Regions from separate parts of the Sus scrofa genome. Here regions 2 and 3 are each linked to region 1. A link is a contact called in public Hi-C and HiChIP or PLAC-seq data. All regions are on one chromosome and are shown on one strand. Each heading gives the region's core, a stretch centred on a gene start, on an enhancer-like site or on the middle of the called end of the contact. The rest is flanking DNA. Distances are from core to core; before and after follow the strand shown. Region 1 holds the start of OSBP (oxysterol-binding protein 1). Region 2 holds the start of PATL1 (protein PAT1 homolog 1). Region 3 overlaps OSBP (oxysterol-binding protein 1).

The links. A called contact is a pair of places that touch in the nucleus more often than the background predicts. HiChIP or PLAC-seq counts read pairs in DNA pulled down with a chosen protein or histone mark.
Region 2: an H3K27ac HiChIP or PLAC-seq map of skeletal muscle shows a contact between it and region 1. The contact joins the promoter of PATL1 here to the promoter of OSBP in region 1. A contact is called at or near these places in 11 of 47 Hi-C or Micro-C datasets (alveolar macrophages, differentiating spermatogonia, epiblast stem cells and 5 more) and 2 of 2 datasets of contacts at active chromatin or transcription factors (alveolar macrophages and skeletal muscle).
Region 3: a Hi-C map of skeletal muscle shows a contact between it and region 1, with 3 times the contacts expected there. The contact joins the enhancer-like site here to the promoter of OSBP in region 1. A contact is called at or near these places in 2 of 5 promoter capture datasets (fetal liver and liver), 18 of 47 Hi-C or Micro-C datasets (alveolar macrophages, blood, embryonic fibroblasts and 11 more) and 1 of 2 datasets of contacts at active chromatin or transcription factors (skeletal muscle).

The regions. Positions count from the first base shown.
Region 1 is chr2:11,873,495-11,878,657 of Sscrofa11.1, forward strand. It overlaps OSBP (oxysterol-binding protein 1), which reads left to right and starts at 2,800. Exons shown (of 14, transcript XM_021082995.1): 1 at 2,800-3,396. The coding sequence starts at 3,029.
Region 2 is chr2:11,823,930-11,829,092 of Sscrofa11.1, forward strand. It overlaps PATL1 (protein PAT1 homolog 1), which reads left to right and starts at 2,887. Exons shown (of 19, transcript XM_021082992.1): 1 at 2,887-4,086. The coding sequence starts at 4,072.
Region 3 is chr2:11,909,693-11,914,855 of Sscrofa11.1, forward strand. OSBP (oxysterol-binding protein 1) reads left to right here. Exons shown (of 14, transcript XM_021082995.1): 14 at 1-1,968. Among named protein-coding and RNA genes, the nearest start is that of TRNAF-GAA, 5.4 kb to the right of the region's middle. Within about 2 kb of position 3,014, at least 15 of the 83 cell types and tissues checked have an H3K27ac peak or open chromatin away from gene starts, as enhancers often do. A contact at or near this core is called in embryonic fibroblasts, liver, mesenteric adipose tissue and 2 more, where this site is marked.

The DNA.
Region 1 (5,163 bases), core at 1,550-4,049:
ACTCCTAGACTTTCTTTTTGCATATGGTGTCAGAGAGTAGCCCAGTTTGATTCTTTTGCAGGTAGCTGTCCAGTTTCCCCATTATCACTTATTGAAGAGACTGACATTTCTCCAGATTCTAAAGATGCTCTCATTCTTATCCATCATCCCAATATTACATTGAACAAAGGTAATAACGGTCTAATATCACCTAATCCAGTTCATTTTCAAATTTTCCGTTACCCCTCAAATGTCTGAAAAGCTGAAGTGTATTTTTTTTTTTTTCAGAACCAGAATCCAATCAAGCATTTGTGGAGGGTTTTTGTTTATTTTGCTTTCTTAGGGCCACACTTGTGGCCTATGGAAGTTTCCAGGCTAGGGGTCGAATGGGCCTGCAACTGCCAGCCTATGCCACAGCCACGACCAAAGCAGCAGCTGCAGCAATGCTGGATCCCTAATCCACTGTGCTGGGCTGGGGATCAAACCTTTGTCCCACCGCTCCTAAGACACCACTGATCCTGTTGCACCACAGCAGGAACTCCTTGGGGTTTTTTTTAAGGCACAAGAAAATTTTTAGAACAATCACCGCCTGACTCTTTGTTATGACGTCACTTTTCCTTAACATTTATGACTTCTATATAAGCAGTTGTCTCACATTCTTGATTTAACTGATTGTCTCCCTGGGAGTGTTGTTTAACTGGTTCCTCTAGCTCCTATAAACTGGAGGGTAGATCTAAGGGCTTGATTGGATTCAGGTCCAACATTTTTGGCAAGAAAACTCCATTAGGCGAAGCTGTATTCTTCATGCTGCAGCACACCAGGAACCTTATAAAAATGTTGACTGTCCCAGGGTTAATGATGTTAAGCTGGATAACTGGGTTAAGGTGGGGACAGCCAGATTTCCCCCATTGTAAAAGTATGTGTTTCTGTTTTGCGGTTGGCAAGTAAACCCAGGGATGTGTTTGGCAATACAACTTCCATTTTTGCAGCAGCTGAGTTTATCGAACACGTTCATATGCATTTAATCATAACAGTATCCCTGTAAAGTTTTATTCCTATTTAAAAGAAGTGAAAACTGAGGCTTGGGGTGCCTAAATGACTTTCCCGAAGTCAGAGAGCCGATAAGTAGCAAAGGCAGGACTCAAGCATAAAAGAATTCATCTTAGCTCAGTTAAAACAATTAACCCAAGTAGCCTACATCTAACTGCAGATTTTCTTTTTTTTTTTGTCTTTTTGCCATTTCTGGGGCCGCTCCCGCGGCATATGGAGGTTCCCAGGCTAGGGTTCCAATCGGAGCTGTAGCCACCAGCCTACACCAGAGCCGCAGCAACGGAGGATCCGAGCCACGTCTGCAACCTACACCACAGGTCACGGCAACGCCGGATCGTTAACCCACTGAGCAAGGCCAGGGATCGAACCCTCAACCTCATGGTTCCTAGTCGGATTCGTTAACCACGCGCCACGGTGGGAACTCCTTTTCAAAGTGTATTCTCTTTCCAGAATTCAATGGATATTTCTCTTCTTTAAAAGCTTTCTAACAGGATATTTTTCTTTATTTCCTTGATACCGTGAAGCACACTGCAGGGAAAAAAGCAATTTTACAATGTCTAACAGCTATTTCTGTTGCCCAGTGAAATCAGAAAAATGTAGCAAGTTCCAGGTTCCCCAGAGCTCCTTTTGCAACAATAGTTCACAACATCTAAATGCTAAATGAGATACTAAATTTGTGACGTTCACAAATGTGTGAACAATTTATCTGAAATAACTACTTTCCGTGCAAGGTTAAGTATACACACGTGAGCATATGATGCTACAGCCAAGGGCCCTTTGGACTGGAAGACATGGGTCGCAAGTAGATATAAAGTCAGGTCCTCGCGAGTCTATTTTCTCCTCACAGCTGGGTCAGCAACTCGTGGGACAGAATTAGGAGTCTAGAAGCAAGAGATAAGAGGTGTGGTGGACGATGAGCAAACCAGGGAACATTATTAGAATGGTGGATTCAGGAGGAAAGTGGGAAGCTATCTCTGGGCTCCCCATTAATTCTGGTCTCCAGCTGGGAGCCAGCTGCTAGAAGGCGGCCCTGGAAAGGAGAGACTCGGGCAGGGGCTGTCTACTAAGAATCACTCCTCCTAACAAGAAACAATAGAAATCTTAACTCAGAAAGAGGGATTCCTACGCTGCGCATACAGCAAAAATATGCTTTCGGGACGCTGACCCGCTTCTGCCTCTTAGAAAGTTCACCAAAGGTGGAAGCAGAAGGGCTCGCCCGGCAAGTGCTTCTCCCAGATTTTATTGGCTGCCCTGGCCTGCCCTCGCTCAGTCCGTCTCTTTCATTGGTCATCATTGCCAAGCTCCTGGTTCACAGACAACCTCCGGAACCAATCATCTCCAATCACTGCCCCGTCCCTCCCCCAACATGTGAGGGACATTCATTCTAACCAGTAAGAAATTAAAGTGAGGCTGTGATGGCTAGACTCCTCCTCCTTCTCCTCAACTCGTTCGGTAAATGGTAGAAAAGGTTGAGCAGCTGATACCAACCACCAATCCGTAAGGGCGGAAGAGAGACAAGGAGAAGGGTGCTGGGAGGGGGTGACGTGGCGGTGACGGGGGCATAAACTAAAATGAGTGGCAGAAGTTCTAGCCAATCGACAATCAAACTGGCTGGGCAGTCTGCATACTTGAGGCCTCCCGGAGCGCTGGAGACTTCGGGAAAGCACCAATGAAATGTACAGAAATCTGATTGGCCTTCACTTGCACCAATCAATGGCGTGCTTGGCGGAAGCGTCCCACCCTCAGTTTTCACTGGGCGGTGTGTAATGACAGGCCCAAGAGAAATGCCAATGTCCTAGGGGTCTTCCGCAAGTGACACTCGGCGGCACCAATCGACTTTTTCCTTCCCGGCGGCCGAGCCCTCCTCCCCGCGGCCGGCCTGGCGGGGCGGGGACGGTGCGCGGCGGCGGCTGATGCGCTAGCCGTGTGGGGCCCTCCGGGCGGCGACGGCGGCTCTCGTAGGCGGTTCCGGTCCTGTATCTCAGGGCGGCGGCGGCTCATGGCGGCGACGGAACTGAGAGGAGTGATGGGCCCGGGCCCGACAGCCATGGCGGCTCCGGGCGGCGGCGGCGCCGGTCCCCCCATGGTGGGAGGAGGCGGCGCGGGCGGCCGCGGAGACTCGGGGCCAGGCTCCGCGGCCGCGCCGAGCACGGTGGCCGCGGTGTCGGCGGGCGGCCCGGGTCCCGGGGCCGGGGGAGTGGCGGCAGCGGGCCCGGCTCCTGCGCCGCCGGCGGGGGGCTCGGGCGGCTCGGGCGCTGGGGGATCAGGCTCGGCTCGCGAGGGCTGGCTCTTCAAATGGACCAATTATATCAAAGGCTACCAGCGGCGGTGGTTCGTGCTGAGCAACGGGCTCCTGAGCTACTACAGGTAACTGCTTCCGGGGCGCCGTCTCCCATCGCAGCCCACAGTCCCCGCGCCGTCACCCTCTCCAGCCCGCGCAGCAGCCAAGGTCGCCCCAGGCCCCTTTTCGTCACCTGCGTGCATTGACAGCCCCTGACACAAGTCCACCCTCACGAAAATGAACGCCCCAGGACTTGCCCCTCCACCTGGGTGACCCACCCTTAGTGCTAGACCTTCCGCTCGGTGCCTGGCCCTTTGAGTTGTTCCGAGAGCCTCTTCTCTTCCATTGTGTTTCCAGCAGCACATCGGTGCAATGATTAATTCTGCAAGGAAGGCGCCGATGTAGGTGCTAAAGGGCACATATATGAGGGCTGATCGCAGGCACCACTCCCAAAGAACTTAAGTGCGAAAGTCTCAAGGCTTAGCTATCTGGGCCCAGTCTCCAAAATTCAAGGTTATTAGCAGCCCTTGATCTACCCGCCTTTTGGTCTCTCCACATTCAGGCTGAAGGACACCACACACAGGGTGGCCTCGGTAGCTGTCCCCTGTCTTTATCTCTTCCAAGATTTGCCTATGCTTTTGCCTTCTAGACAGCCCAGAATGGAGAAGTGCACTCCAGCCTTTCTCATTTTTGCCTGCCCCACCTCCTCCCATGGGAATGATTAAGTGTTCCATCCAGTATTTCTGGGCTCTCTCTGGTTAATCAGGTTTTTTCATTAAAAGAAGAACCCATGTCTTTGGAATGACCCTTCTGTTCAGCAATGCTTGTTTTGGATTATTTAATACATATTTATGGTAACTCACAGTCTTGCCATAACATAACATGCTTTTGGCCACTCATGTTACTATAGAAAGGTTAAGATGCTGGATTTGGAGACAGGACATTAACATTTCCTGAATGCTGGACAGTTTGGATAGGTCTTTTACATATGGTATCCTTTGACTCCCCACAACAATGCGGAAGTTAGGAGATGTTTCCGTCTTACCAGTGAGGAAACTGAGGCTTGACTTGGGCAACTTTCCCAAGTTCTTGAGTCAGGATTTGAAACGAGTTATTTTCACACTGACACAGCCTAACACCCAGGTTAGTGTTACATGAATCAGATACAGAGATAACTACTTACCTTTAGCAAGTTAAGTTTACAGATCATGGTACTATGTGTATTTTATATACAATGTATGGAAGTCTCCCTTAAGAGAGATTTTGCTTTATCGAATAGCATTTCTAAGTGAAATCTTAGCCCATTCTACTTGGGATCCAAAACATTCTTGCTAAGAACTGTTCATTCTGTATTGCTTTTCCTCTGCCAGTGGTCACTTTGTTAACTCATTGAGAGAGTTTGGATGAACAAATCTCTTTTCCGTCAACTCCGTTGTATTGGCTCTTAAAGAATTTTGAGAGGACATTGAAGATGGGAGTTGGAGGTTGTTGAAGTAGAAACACATTCTTCTTATCTCGTCTTTAACACAGCGGAAAAATACCTTACCGCGCCCTCACTGCTTAAGCAGCATTAATTGGGAACATTTAAGTATATCATTTGCATTATTATATTCAGAATTGATTTTAATTTTCACCTTTTTAAATTACTCATCTAGGACTGTTAGTTTAAGGTATAATCACAAATCTAAAATTTTAGTTTGCTTCAGAGCTTTTCTCCTACTCAAATTCATGTTTTCCTGTTAATACCAGCCATCATTCTAATGTTCAGTTGATTCATATCCTAACTTGGCTCGGAAATCACTATTAACACTGATTCCCTATTTTCAAAAGTTGTTTATCAGCTGAGGGCCTTA
Region 2 (5,163 bases), core at 1,637-4,136, 49 kb before region 1:
GGTAAATACTAAGTCAAATAAAGTCACCTCTTCTAGAACTTCAAATGATTCTCAAGTAGGCTTGTTAGACAGTGCTCTTATTACATCACAGAAAGGGCACACAAAACCCTTTTTCCTGATTTCCAAGTTTTGTATAATTTTTCTACACAGACTTCTGGTTACCTATTAATGAGTAACAAACTACTCCAAAATTTTGTGGTTTAAAACCACAGTCATTTTATTTTAACACCACAGCTTTATGGATGAGGTTTTTGGGAAAGGCTCAGTTGAGAGAGTATTTGCTCCATGTGGTGCTGAATGGGGTGACTCGATGATATTCAGCTGGCAGCTGAACTGGTCTGGAGAGCCCAAGACAGCTTCATCCACATGTCTTGTGTGGCTGGTAAACTGGATCCAGCTGGACCCGTCTCCCTCTCCATGTAGTGCCAAGGCCTTTTCATGTGACCGCTTCAGCAAGACAAGTGGGCATCTAACATGGACTTACATTGTCAGTCTTCTTAAAGACTAGACACAGCTGACATTGCATCGCCTCCCCAGCACTCCACGGGTCTATCACAGTCCAGGCCAGATTCAAGGAATGGTGGAAACAGAAAACACCTCTTCAGAGAGGACAAAGACTCTGTGGCCTTGTTTACAAGTTTTGCATTATATTTTAATTTCTATTATATTGCTAAGCCTTTTGTCCTAAAATCTGCTGCACCAAGGGTTCCTCCCTGTAACTTTCTAGGACATTTGTTACAACCTTGTAGACTACATGAGAAATGACCCTCTGGGCAGCCCACCACTCTTTTCCCCACCTCTTTATAACCTTTGCAAGCACCCGAGGACAATGTTTAAAAGCAACCATTCTCAAAGCCTAGTCCTAGAACCAACAGCATCAGCATCACCTGGGAACTTCATATAAATGCAATTTTTAGGTCCCATTGCAGACCTGCTGAATCAGAAAATCTGGGGAGTGGGGTGGCCCAGGAGTCTGGTTTTTGTTTTTCTTTCTTGTTTATGGCAGCACCTGTGGCATATGGATGTTCTCAGGCTAGGGGTCGGATCAGAGCTGCAGCTACATGCCCACACCACAGCCATGGCCACCAGATAAGAGACTCGTCTTTGATCCATGCTGCAGCTTGCAGCAATGCCACAGCCTAACCCAGAGTGAAACTAAGGATCAAACCCACACCCTCACAGAGACAGCATTAGGTCCTTAACAAAGAGCCCCAAGGGGAACTCCCAGGAGTCTATTTTAACAAGCCCTCCTGGTGAAGCTGTTGTATAACACTTGTTGTACATTACTTGATGAAAATTAATACATCATCTGAAACTAGGCTCACAAAAAGTACATTTTGTTCCTTTACCATGATCTAAGAAATAGGATGTATAGAATCTGTAAATACCGCAGTGGATTTTTTTTACAACCTTTGGAAAAAGGATGGCAAGGCCAGAGAAAGCATGATAGCGATGCTAATTGATGTCGCCTCTCAACTGTCAATCGCCTTTTCCACCTAGCTGGTGTGCAGGAGAGACTTTTCTTCCACTCACTCAAGAGACACTCTCCAAAGGCCTCATATCTTATTTCGAAAGAATTACTTGTGAAAAGAATTTTTACCCTCTCCATCTTAATAATGGGCCTACACAGCTCAAGAAAATACATTTGCCTAAAGTGGCCCTCATTCATCTCCCTCAAAGACAGCTGTTGCATGAGAAAAACATAATTTTATCGACCATCTCTATCTTGTTTTCTGTTTCTTTCATTTCTGCTCTTTACTATTTCCTTATTTATCCTTTCTTTGACATCATCCTATAGTTCATTTACATTCAGGCTTTCCTATTCTCTCATAGAAACTGCTTTAGCTGTATCTCAAGTCTTTATACGTTAATAAGTTTATCTACTTTCCACTATGTTTTCTCAAGCAGTCCATTAATTAGAAGTGTGGAGTTTTTTAAAATGTTCTGATGTCTGGAGTTCTCATTGTGGCACAGTAGGTTAAGTATCCAGTGTTGTATTTGAGGTGGCTCCAATCGCTGCTGAGGCACAATTTCCATTCCCTGCCTGGTGCAGATCCAGTTAAAGATCTGGTGTTGCCACAGCTGTGGCAAAGGTCACACCTGTGGCTTGGATTTGATCCCTGGCCCGGGAACTTCATTTGCCACCAGTGCAGCCAAAAAAAAAAAAAAAAAAAAAAAAAAATTCTGACATAATGATCAGAAAACTTGATCTGCAACATCTAGAATCAGCAAACTCTTTCCGTAAAGGGCCAGAGTAATTATTTCAGGCTTTGCTAGCCAAATAGCCTCCATTGAAAGTATTCAATTATGCCTTTGTTGCCCCAAAGCAACTAAAGACAATATGTAAATAAATGAAGATGGCCGTCTTCCCACAAAACTTTACTTTGAAAAAAAAAGGCAGCTAAGCAGATTTGGCTGTGGGTCACACTTTCCCAACCTTTGGTCTATATGGCACCAATTCTCACTGTTAAGAAGTGCCCCTACCTAATACATGAACTTTTGTAGTGTTCTATGCGTGCTTAAAAGTTATCATCTTATCCCCAGCCTGCTCCACTTTAACATTTAGGTCTGTCCCATGTAAATATCCTCTTTTGTTAAACTGTCACAATGATTAAGAGACTGGGTTTCTGGAATGAGAGACCTGGTTGCCGCTTGCCATTGAGTGGTTTAGGATAAACTGCTTAACATCTCTAATCCTCAAATTCCTCATCTATGGAGAAAATAATACCACCTACCTCACCGGATTGGCATAAGGCAGACTTCAACCATCAGTAGAAGTACTACTGGAATCATCATGCCATTGAACCACTACTTTGTGAGGCAGGTATCATTAATCCCGTTTTCCAAAGAAATTAAGGCTCAGACACGTTTAGGTAACTTGCCCCAAATCTGACGGCCCAGTGGCAAAGCACTGATTCCCACCCAGAACTTCTATTTCCAAATCCAAGTTTCCACTACTCAGGCTCTGATTAATCCGGTCATACCACCACGTAAGGAATTTACTCTATGCCACTCCCAGGCGAGGCTGCACTTTAAGACACCGGAGAAAGGAGTTGCGAAACTGCACAAGAATTCGTGGTGCAAGGACTAAATTTCGTAGCCAAGTTTAGTCTTCAAGGGGAAAGAGTGAGTTCGGCTAGCGGAGATAACAGTTCTCCAAAGAGACTTCTGAAAACAGGCTGCCAAGGCACCTGGACAAATGCTTTTCTGGTCCTGATCCTCTAAGGAGGTGGTGTCACCCTACGGCGCACTCAGCCTCGATGACCTTGCTGCCCACGGCTGTGCTGCCTTTTTTGGCTCCCTCACTCCACACGCTTGATGTGCCTGAGCCCTAAAAATACCTCCCTGGTTGAACCTCCCTAATAAGCCTTCGGTTTAAAGAAAAGAGGAAAAAAAAGCCTTCATCTCTGAGACACATAAATCACAGCCCTGACCTGCTGTTGACTCAGCGGGTGACGTGCCGCTGAAAGTGGCGACGAACTCAGCCCCTTTCGATGACCTGAACTTTAACTTTTTTCCCCTCCACTCGGTGCCTATCGTATGTCGTGAAGACCGCCAAGCAACCCGAAGACGGTGTTGGACGCTGGAAAAAGTGCCCAGGAATGTCCATTTCTCCCAGCCTAAGCTAAGCCTGGGACTCTCCAAAGCCATATCCTGTGACAATCACAAGGCTTTTCTCCGCCCCGTCGGTGACGGAAAACTCGTGACTCGAACCTCAGCGTCGGGCGGGCGCAGAGAAGCCGGGGGCGGAGCTACAGGTTCGGATCGCGAGGAAGCCCCCGACGGGTGGCGCGTGCGCAGTCTCTCGCCACGGGACCTCCTTCCCGCCGCCGAGACTAGGAAGCGGGACGCCAAATCTGTCCCCGCGCAGCCGCCGCCGCCGGGCGCGGAGCGGGGCGGCCGCCCTCCCCGAGGCGCGCCTGCGCACGTTCCCACGCACGCTCCGGCGTACGGCGGCGGCCAGGGGTCGCGAGCCGGTGGAGGACCCGCGCGCGGAGGAGCCCGGAGAGTCAGCGCTTCTTCCCTCCCTCCCCCATTCCCCTCCCCGCTCCCTCCCCCCCCTCCCCAAGAATGTTCCGCTACGAGGTGAGCTGTTGCGACCGGAAGTGACCCCTCCCTCCCGCCGGCACGCGCCCCCCTCTCTGTTTCTCTCACGCTCAGCGCGTCGGTCCGCGCCCCTCGGGGGGAAAAGGGGGGGCGGAGGGGCCGGCAGGACCGAGCAGAGTGTGTGGGCTCTGGGGTCGCGGGTTTAGTCCAAGGGCTGTGAGCTGGCTTCGTGGGGGCGGGACTGTCCTATCAGTTGCTACTGAGGAGAGTTGACCTCTGTTTGGGGGTGGGGAGGGCCCGTTAAGTGCGGTAACCAACCACCCCCCACCCCACCGTACCCCCGGTGGGGCTCGGCATTGAGAGCCTTGCACCCACCCGGTGGCACTTAAGGCTTAAGGAAGAGCCACAGGGTAAAGCCCAGGGACGCATTTCCCGCCTAAGACCCAGAACTATCATCTCGCATTAATTACACATAGCCCCTTACTCGCAGGCAACCGTCAGGTCACCCGGGCCTGCACTTGCCCTTTGACTGGGGCGGAAGACTGTTTACTGATGAGAGCTCCGAGTGGGGAAGGGGCGTGTCCAGCAGAAGTTTTTTCTGGGCGAATGGAGGGAAACTGGGGGTTCGTGATGGTCCCTGGAATACAGCAACAGAGTTATGACGCTACCACTGAGTCTCTGTATGACCTTTAGCGACTGCTAATCACTAGACAGAGTTTCTGGATTTGTAGAAAGGGTGGGTCTAGACGATCCCTTTCCAACCTAAAAAGCAGTGATTCGGTGAAGTAGATCTTTGTGATTTGGGAATGCTTCTGGAAGTTGCCTCTGATGTGGATGCAGTTGCACATGCTTGCTTTGTCTAAGTTTGGAAGGACCTAAGATGGCCCTTTGGCCTAACGTTTCTTTTGGGAACAGCCTAGCTGAGAAATAGCCGGCAAGGTGTTATCACAAATGTGCCTGCCAGAGAGTGTGGAATTCTGATTCTGAGTATTTGAAAATTGGGGCTGTGTATTCTTGCTATTTGATGGGAATGGCTCGAGATCAAACTGACTATATGTAAACATGGAGAGACATGCTGAGATGTGGTGGGGCAAAGTTCCCCAAAGAAAAGAAAAC
Region 3 (5,163 bases), core at 1,764-4,263, 36 kb after region 1:
TTGCCTTAGCTGATTGAAACTGAAATCGACATTCTAGATACTGTGCTCGGGAGGGAGAGGGGTAGCGGCCGAAAGTTAGTGTAATCCCACTTGGGCAGAGGCGAGTGCTCTGGGCTCTTCCTTCTCCCTCTGCCCCCATCTGAGATGACGTCATTCGCCCTCCCCTCAGAGCGTCCTGCTCAGCCAAGATCTGCGGAAGGTGATGATTCAGAGGCATTCTGGTGCTGTTCAGAGCAAAAGCTGATTTTAGACGTTCCCTTTAAAAAGAAACACGTTGAGACGTACCAGCAGAGGCATCGGGAATGCTTGTGATGGAACTTAGGCATAACATTATGAAATGTTCACAAGCGGGGACCCTTAACGGGGTGTCCGTGCAGAGAAAACTGGTATTGGGACGCTTGCCAGAGGGCTGGAACGTTCAGAGTTAAATTCTTGGAAGTTTCGATGATCTTCACTCGCGTAAAACACCCTGCTGCTGTTCTCCATCTTCTTTGACAGCAACCAGGGCCACTGGGGTGGTCGGTGGTAGGAGGGTTGCTTTATCCTCACAAAGGGGTTTTACGGACTCGCTCAGGCAGAGAACTTCTGAGAACACAGGCAGGATGGAAAGAGACTTGCTGGCCACTTCAGCTTTGCTGTCCCTTCTCACCCCCGTCCTTCACTGCCTTTTCCTCTTCTCTCTCCCGGCACAGTACCAATCCAGGTTTGGGCCCCAGTCTGGAGCAAAGCATTACCTGTCCCGTTCTGATACCCTTCAGAATCTGCGAGAAGGAGATGCTTTGGAATAAGTTTTCACCATCTCTCAAGCCCCGTGGACTGGAGCCACCTCTGGAATAATGTGTTAAATATCTGTATATTATATATATGTAGAGAAAAATCTAATTTTTTTTTTTTTTTGGTTTGATTTTCCTTCTTCCCATTAAGAATCTTGTTTTTTTGATACCACTTGTCTCCCTGGGAGACTCTCTTGGACACACTGATGTGGGTTGGAGCCTCCTCTGCTTTCCATCTTTCAGGGTCAGACACTCAAAACCTGAGCAGGACCCCATCCAGCAGTTACTGAGCAGGGACTTTATCCATGGTTGGTATCATGGGGCACCCACCACTGTCCAAGCTCTGCTCTCCTAATTACCTGACTCTTGAAAATGAAATCCTAACCTCTTTCCTACCGTTTTTCCTCCTTTCATTAGGAAGGGTCTGGGTAGAAAGTCCGGAGGGTCATTTCGGGTTTAAGCTGGCCTCTGGCCAAATCACAGCACCAGACAGCTCATTCCCCAAAAGAGCCTTCTTCCCAGGAATCGGGGCTAAAAACACCGGGCACGTGGGGTTGGCAAGAGAACTGCTCCTGTCGGGCCCTGGTTTCCTTCCTTTTTTTCCGTTTGGCATTTGTTTAAGTTGTCTTGTTCAGAAACCTAGCCCCCGTGCCACCCACCCTTGGTTGAGGATCACAAATTGAGGTGCCTTCCTTGTATGCTTTTTGTTAGCGTTTTTTCATTTCTGTTCCTTAACTGCTGAGCCTCAGCTGGTGGGGGTCCGAGGGAGAGTATCATTCCAGAGGAAGCCATCCCGCTCGGGGTGACTGGATTGACACTGGCGAAGTAGTACTTTCATTCCCACCCCCCGCCTCTCCCTTCCTAGCTGTGATGAACTCAAGAGGGGCACCTCCTGGGAGCTTCTTTCAAGGAGGCCTGTGAAGGCGATGACCTAAGGAGGGGGGCTTCAGACGGAGTGGGAACTCCCCAGCTAAGCAACGTCCCCGATGTACTCCCCCACCCCTCCACCATCTATCTGCACTACATTTCCAGCCTGACCCCCCAGTCAGATTCCTGCTAATGGAAGAAGCTTCGAGTCCTTCAGGTGAAATAAAGTCATGTGAAAACAAAACAAAACGATATATATTTTCGGTTTTTTTGCCTTATTGTTTTTTTTCCAAGAAAACTACTAAATTAAATAATTTTTAAAAAGTCATATTGTTTGTCTGATTCACTTCCACGTCTACCAGGTAGGAGGCGGGAGGAGGTGGAGAGCTGGACCCACAGTGATTTGTTCTTGGGAGTCCAGGAACTTGATCTCCATGGGAAACTGAGAGAAAAACTGGGCAAGGGTTTACAGATGTTTTGACTGCTCAACAGCATTCTGGAGGTCCCATGACCAGAAGAGTGGTTTTAACAGCCCCTGATGCTTCAGGATAATGTCATCATCTGTGTCCCACATTGGCATTGGGGGATAGTTTACAGAGTTTTTGATACTGGGCCTGCGTCACCCCCAAGATAAAAGTCTTGCAAGTTCTCATTGCGGCTCAGTGTAACAAGTCCGAATAGTATCCATAAGGACTCCGGTTCCATCCTTGCCCTCACTCAGTGGGTTAAGGATCCAGCATTGCTGTAAGCTGTGGTGTAGGTCACAGACAAAGCTCAGATCCTATGTTGCTGTAGCCATGGTGCAGGTTGACAGCCGTAACTCTGATTCGACCCTTCTCTAGCCTGGGAACTTCCATATGCTGAAAGTGGGGCCCTAAAATAAAAAAATAAAAAAAAAAATCTTGCCCATTTAATTCTCAGGCTCTTAGCTCTCCCATGTGGTAACTCAGATTCTGTATTTTGAAACATAAGCAATTGAGTGTTGATTCGCAGACCTTGGACAGAAGTAAGAACAGTGAAGATGCTTGTTTAGGTTTTCTCTGTAATGTTCAGGGAGGGGACAGGTGGGCAAAGGGACTGGAGGGGACTGGAGAGGCCTTAGATGAGGGCCAGTGCCAATACCTGCCCTGAGGGGGGCCCCCACGTCCGCTGCACATCTGCTTCTGTGTCCAGAATGCTGAGAACTGAGTCTGAACATTTCCTGGCTTCCTCTTAAACAATTTTAAGAGGTAAATGTTAAAATTGTCTTGTCGAATATAAAGAAAGTTGCTCAAAAAATACCCCAACTTGGATTAATTCACTCCTGGTCACATGGCTGATTGGTTAGTCACAGCACTGGAATTCAAAGCTGGGTTTGTTTAACCCTGGAGTTTGTGACCTTTCCAACCTTGTGTGCTGTGAGATACTGGGTTGGAACGCAGCTGATAGTCATTTCCTCCTGGATTATACATCACGCAGAAATGCATATTTCTGTTTCTAAAAGCTTATTAATGTGGATAATATCATTTTGGGAGTCCCACCTCAAGGAAGGAACATGCTCCCACAAAATTAGCTTTATCACCAGGGATGGTTTTTTCTAACCTGCTTCTTGGGATAACCACTTATCTGCTCAAGTCATCTTCCCAGTTCCCATCAGTGGGCTTGGTGTGAAGTATCAACGACTTTGTTTTCCCTCTTTTTTTTTTTGGTCTTTTTGCTATTTCTTGGGCCGCTCCCGCGGCATATGGAGGTTCCCAGGCTAGAGGTCCAATTGGAGCTGTAGCCACCGGCCTACGCCAGAGCCACAGCAACGCGGGATCCGAGCTGCGTCTGCAACCTACACCACAGCTCACGGCAACGCCAGATCGTTAACCCACTGAGCAAGGCCAGGGACCGAACCCGCAACCTCATGGTTCCTAGTCGGATTCGTTAACCACTGCGCCACTACGGGAACTCCCCTCTTTTTTTTTTTTTTTTTCTGGCAAGCTAAAAACCACTGCAGTAGACCCTTGACAGTTGTGGGAGCTGCATCCCTCAACCTTGAATACCATGTGGAATGTAGTTCCCTCCAACAGGGGCTGTCAAATGTGCCTGAAAAATTGTAATAATTCCTCCTTTATTCCTTTAATGGGTGACTGTGACATGATGGGTCTAAAATCCTGAGGTGTCTACATGTGATTCAAAATTATATACTATTACACGTGCCAAAAATCTCCGAAGACCTACACAAATGTTAAACCTATAAATTTCAAGGGTTTGCTCTACTTTCAGCAAGATAATTGAGGAATACATTAGGGATACAAATGGGGGAAAAAAAATGCTCAGAGGGGTTCCCTGGTAGCCTCATGGTTAAGGATTCAGCATTGTCACTGCTGTGGCTCAGGTTTGATCCCTGGCTTGGGAACTTCTGCATGCCAAGGGATCAGCCGAAAAAGAAAGAAAAAAAAGAAAGGAAGGAAGAAAGAAAGAAATTAAGAGCTCAGATAAACAGGCAATTATGACAAGCTAGTTTGATAAATGGTGTGAAAACAATGTAGCAAGGTAACAAGATTATAGGGAGTGGGAGAGAAGGGACAAAGACATATCAGACAAAGCTTCTAGAACTAGGAGAATGTATCTGAATCAAGAGTTGCAGGTTTAATAGGGGTTAGGGGAAGAGCAATGTATAAAAATGCTGCATGACTGCTCACAATACCCAAGACATGGAAAAAACCTTAATGTCCATTGGCAGAGGAGTGGACAAAGAAGATGCGGTATACACACACACACACTCACTCACACACTGGAACACTACTCAGCCATAAAAAAGAATGACATAATGCCATTTGCAGCAACATGGATAAACCTAGAGATTATCATACCAAGTGAAATCAGAAAGAGAAAGACAAATATCATATACTATCACTTACATGTGGAATCTAAAATATGACACAAATGAACTTATCTAGGAATAGAAACAGACTCACAGACCTAGAAAACAGACTTGTGGTTGCCAAGGGGGAGGGGAGGTCAGGGAGGGCTGGACTGGGAATTTGAGGTTAGCAGATGCAAACTATCACACATAAAATGGATAAACAACAAGGTCTGCTTATACAGCACAGGGAACGATATTCAATATCCTGGAATAAACCATAATAGAAAAGAATATTAAAAAGTGTATTATAACTGAATCATTTTGCTGTACAGCAGAAATTAACACAACATTGTAAATTAACTATACTTTAATTAAAAACAAAAACAAAAATACTGCATGGATAAAGACGAAGAGCACAGTAAAGGAAAGCATCCTGAGGTTGGAAGGCTGCATGAATGGCTGGAGCACAGAATCGAGGAGAGAACACTGACACGGTACTGGAGAAGCGTAAGGTCCAAGTTATGGAAGTCTTTGCAGACCATATAAAGAAGGTTTTTGTTTTCACGAGGGAGCCAGTGAAAGATTTGTAAGCAAGATGATGGGTTCCAGTGTGGAAAATGATCGATAGGTAGTAAGATCAATTAGGAGGCTGAAGAAGTTAAGAGAATGAAGAAGTGCAGGGATTTTGGA